Linked DNA regions of Bombyx mori: region 1 is linked to region 2. Evidence: chromatin contacts called from public Hi-C data. All regions are on one chromosome and are shown on one strand. Each heading gives the region's core, a stretch centred on a gene start, on an enhancer-like site or on the middle of the called end of the contact. The rest is flanking DNA. Distances are from core to core; before and after follow the strand shown. Region 1 holds the start of LOC101740438. Region 2 overlaps LOC101740438.

Region 1 (2,700 bases), core at 5-2,504, 36 kb after region 2:
GCTAAATGTATTTTCCAAGCTCGTTTAAAAGACGTCAAGACATAACGCTGAAGAAACAACTATCCGTACGTCCCAGGTTGAGCCCCGTGAGCTCACCTACCAAACTGTACGTGGCTGGAATAGCTCCTGAGCTACCAGCAATTAAGCAGGGAAAAAAACATTACAATTCATTCGGACATATTTTTAGAGTTTCATTCTCCGCTGCGATGGTTTTTTTTTTTGGAAAAGTAATAAGAGCAATAGCGGTTCTATGCACTAAAAGGGATCTCTTTCAGACAGCCCTTGCAAATACACACGGATGGCGAGTAGCTTATTATGAATAAGCTTATCGTTGAGTTTTCTAATATGTATTACAAAACTTGATAGTGTTGTGAAACATAGAGCAAATTGTAATTAATCCTTTTAAGCATTCATTGTTTTTGTATACACATATTAAGAAACAAAATTTCTGCACAATTATTTGTCATTCATTATGACGACCGGTATTGACAACGAAAGAATTGATAGAAAACACATGATTTCGGCTGTGAAACATAGCTTAGAAACAAGTACGTCTCTTTTTACAATAACCAAGTACTTTCTGCACATTTGACTACTAATCAATGAAACAAAAATCCTTAACCAAGTACCTATTAAAAAATTTACAAATTCCTACCTTTTTGGTTTCCATCGTTTCATCAAAACGCCAAACATTTTCCTTTAAACCACTTTATTTTACAAACAAATTAAAATGCACTTTAAATACAAAATTTACAGTATTTTTAAACACTACACTTGTAACACTAACATTAATAATTGCTCTATTGTCATTGACTTCCGTTTCCGTTCATTGGCAATAAAATTACACAAATATTGACAGATATCGAAACGAATTCGTTAGGATACATCTAAAAACAAGCGGTACCGAAAACGTCTGACCTAGACACAGTGACTGCTAACACTGTCCTACATTCATTCGGTGTACATCTCCACAATCGATATTAATCCATAACTAGATGTAATAACGCATACAGTCGAAACCCGCCATTACGCAACGCGCTATCCAAAATTACCGCAATGGCGTTTCGTAAATATACAACGATAATGCATAGATTCTCGTCATTCGATTATTTCTGTAATTGGCATTTTGAATTCGCGGAGTGACGCGGAGACCGTTTGTCCGTCACCACGGGACTCACCCGACTCACTGACCGGACTGAGTCACTTTGTTTTGTAGAGTTGAGTCTGTCGAGCGGTAAGTACAGTGACTGACAGTGTACGGCGGCCGTGCGTCAGGTGCGGCCGAGAAAACGGTCGATCAGCTGCTTGACTCGACGCCATTTTGTACGCTGTTTTTCGCGCCATCGAACAATTTCTTATGAAAAAAGTTATATTCCAAGTATTTAAGTGGAACATCTCATGGACTAAAATTGTATTATAAAATTCTAAAAATGATACTGAAATGTTGTTATGGAGTTACTTAGTTCTATTAAAATATACTAGCAAATGGAAATTATCTAAAAACGAAAATATGTATTTAATAATTCGAGAAGGTTTAAGTTTAAGGTGTACCTATTCTATTGTTAAGTAAAGTGTAAATGAACCTTTCCATTGTATCTTTGGAATACCAGAACACATCTGTTTAAATACGTAGCATAGGAATTTAAAAACATTACAAATGCGTTTATTTAGTCACAGATAGATACTTATAACGGCGAAGTTATTTGAATAAATATAGTTTCACGCAAAATATAAAGCAAGCATATTAAAATTTAGAATTGGGCATCGTACAGATAAAATTAATTAAAAGCAAAAATATTAAATTTAGCCGGTATTATAATTCCTGATTAACGAATATAGAACTAACTAGAACTTACAAATACTCGTAAAAGAAACATATTGTTATTTATATCCAAAAAACATATTAAGCTGTATCTGAACCTATTTAAACTTTTTATACTACTATATCGAGCATCGGTGGTTCAGTGGTAGAATGCTCGCCTGCCACGCGGGCGGCCCGGGTTCGATTCCCGGCCGATGCAGTTATTTTTTGTATTTCTTTTTTCATTACAAAAACACCTGCCCGTATTATAAATAGCAACAGAAACAAATTCAACCCATAACTAATTTGTCTAGCCTGCCCTCAGACATGTTTGTAATCATAATGAAATGTAAAAAATGCAGGAGATCGTCGGGGAGCGATGTAGGTACGTATTTCAAATTAAGGTTGTTAACATTTGGCGATTCCGAACTAGAATTATCTCCGGTATTATGGATGCGGGGAACACAACAGACAGAAAAAGCATATAAATAAAATGTAACAAAGATACCGACTCCGACCCCAAAATGAACTCACGTGTCGTGGTATGACGGTGTCACTAACTACTAGACGTTACCAATGAGTGGGTATTATATTAAGAATACAAAAACAAGTATCTTTTCTCTGAGTAAAGATGCTCTGTGACTTTTATTTACCTTTTCAACAAGATCCCACAAATCTACCTGTGTGCTTAGTGCGAGGTTTCGCTGCGTTTGCCGCTAGGGGCGCTGGTGATTGTGTTCCAAGACTTATTTTTTTATTTAGTGATTAATTAATAATTCATGCACTCTGTATGCAGCGTCTCCTCAAGTACTTCGGACACGTGGCCCGACAAAATCCTGAGAACTTGGAAAAATTAATAGTTGTAGGTCACGTGGAAGGAAAGAGAAGTCGAGGAAGAT
Region 2 (2,700 bases), core at 63-2,562:
ATCAAAGGTGGCAATCTGTGCATTTGGACAAAAAAATGTTATTGATATGTCAATACAGATTGATTTGAATATAATCGTCTCCTTCAAAGAATACGGTTCAAAACCTGCATTAAATAAAGGTTAATACTTAACCTGTTATTTATCTAAGATGTCGTTCAGAAGAGTTTTGTGACTGCCAATGGAATACAAAGTCAATAATTCGTTTTTCTGATTTACCAATAATTATCCAAAAGTCACATTGCCGGCTTTGATAATAGTCGACTTAATTATATCTTATGTATTTATTTTATTTATACTTTATTTCAGTATTTTTTTGTGTTTAAACTCGAACACTTTGTTAGCAAAAATTACTTATAATCTATGTTAGTAACTTAAAAAATCTAACACATTAGTATCATTACATACATTTTATATCATTACATTTGTTTTTTTTCCCTTCCAAGTGCCTGCTGCAAAGCCTATTAATCAGCAGTCCCTCGATCTTGCTCGATATGATTTTCAGAAGACTGTTGCCACTGTCTCTGACTCGACGCAATAACGACTCACTTCTCTTTCGCATTATTGCAAAGAAGTCATCGGTGTGAGATGTCGCAAACATTGTGGATGCACTACAAAAGCGCGGCAGTGACAACATCATCCTATACGCATTATTATATTTGAACACGTAGGGCATTGTAAGCTCTCCATCTCATTGTATTAACAATATGTATTAGCCAAAATTTCCAGAGATATCACAATGAAAATTTTGGCAACTCGAATGATAATTATACCTATTTCTAAAACTAATTTACACAGTTTTTACGTGTAAGAGAAAATTTCTAATCCACAAGTAGGCTATGTTGTATTAAAAAATATAATGACGAATTATCAAAAATAGCTTTCGTATCAATGCTAAACTGGTGGTAGGACCTCTTGTGAGTCCGCACGGGTAGGTACCACCAGCCCGCCTATTTCAGCCGTGAAGCAGTAATGCGATTTACTTTGAAGGGTGGGGCAGCCGTTGTAACTATACTGAGACCTTAGAACTTATATCTCAAGGTGGGTGGAGCATTTACATAGTAGATATCTATGGGCTCCAGTAGCCACTAAACACTAGGTGGATCGTGAGCCCGTCAACCCATCTAAGCAATAATAAAAATGTACCGTATATACATTCATATGCATTTAGTAAAAAGCTATTATTTTAATATTACAAACAGATACTCCAATTTTATTTTTATGTATAGATTACTTTGCACTTTGTAACTGCACGGGATTGATTCTGCGAAGCATGTTTAGTTGGAATACAGTGGTCGAACCAAGTCAGCATTCATTGAATTGTGACACAGCTATGGCGTCAAATCCTCCTCGTGAGTTGCTCGTACTTTAGACTTGGAGATTAGCTAGAATTTCAACAAACAACAGTTTCGATAAACACCAGTCTCAACAGAGATTCTGACGATTTTCAGAATAGGGACGTTTCATTTTGAAAACAGGAATTCGTTGTAAAGCGATGTAGTAATTAATAATTTATGATTTGAATATTATAATAATTAACTAGGTAGATTGGGTTGGTCATATGAATGTGTAGCCATCTCTTTCTCAAGCCAGTACTTAAATGGAGATGACCAACCAACCCCCATGTTATCGAATCTCCTAAACAATACGCAATACAAATAATCAGTACAGAATTCAGATCACGTACGAAATTGATAATACAATATCGAAGGAAACAAGCACCCTGGGGTACAGCGGACTGTTAGCATTCATTGTAGCTAACCTTAAATATGGAAGGGCTTGCTTGATTTGCCGAATTTTGATCAATAAAGGCTGACAGAATCATAGTCTGAATGGGTGAAATAAGGACGCGAGGTTGCTATTTTAAGCTGATCTTTCTTGTTCAGTGTCTTTGCATATTGAATATCTTCCCATTTTAAAGAAATCGCCAAATTCCCCCAATTATGCTAAAGCTAGAAGATCTTACACGATAAGAACCTATTCGGCTACCAATCACAGGGTATAATCGTAACCAGATAACCATATTTTAAGCTGATAGTTTAGTGTCTTTCCATATTAATTATTATCCCAATTTAAAGCATTCACCAAATTCCCCCAATTATGATAAAGCTAGAAGATCTTACATAATAAGAATCTATTCGGCTACCAATCACAGGGTATGATCGTACCCAGATAACCGACTACATTGGTATCTTTTGTGAATTTATGCACGAAATCACTGGAGATTCACTTCACAAAAGATATGAAAAATTCTTCAACATGATATTTCTTGACGTTGTGAAACTAGGTTACGTGAAATGCCCCAAGGATGATGGAGATTAAATTCAGTAGGGTTGGAATACATCAGTTCAAAATAGCATTTACGTAAATTGTTCTTTGGTAATTTTTTCAACGCTGTCTTAATTACGCGCATTTGAATTTGAACCAGGCTTTTTGAATATTAACTGAGACTATTACACTAACTCTCAAAAAGATACATATTAATTATCTCATGTATATATTTACATATTATAGTTGATATCAACATTTTCAGCTGGTTCTATTGTGTGGAAAAATCCCGACGACCAGGATAGGAAAAGTTATATTAGAATAAACAATCTAAATAGTCACACAGTCATAAAATAGATTGTTGTAAATGATGTTATCTATACGATAAGACCTTTCGTTTCTGTTATCCTGGACTACTCTTTTAATGATGTCCGA

The links. Hi-C and Micro-C count contacts between places; a contact is called where the count stands out from the background.
Region 1: a Hi-C map of middle silk gland shows a contact between it and region 2, with 1.4 times the contacts expected there. The contact joins the promoter of LOC101740438 here to the enhancer-like site in region 2. A contact is called at or near these places in 2 of 7 Hi-C or Micro-C datasets (middle silk gland and whole pupa).

Annotation. Positions count from the first base shown.
Region 1 is chr10:15,365,380-15,368,079 of ASM3026992v2, forward strand. It overlaps LOC101740438, which reads right to left and starts at 1,255. Exons shown (of 13, transcript XM_012693444.4): 1 at 656-1,255. The coding sequence starts at 693. It overlaps TRNAG-GCC (transfer RNA glycine (anticodon GCC)), which reads left to right and starts at 1,951; the gene lies at 1,951-2,021.
Region 2 is chr10:15,329,414-15,332,113 of ASM3026992v2, forward strand. The region is part of intron 1 of LOC101740438; the gene reads right to left. Among protein-coding and RNA genes, the nearest start is that of TRNAG-GCC, 6.2 kb to the right of the region's middle. Within about 2 kb of position 1,313, at least 1 of the 8 cell types and tissues checked has open chromatin away from gene starts, as enhancers often do.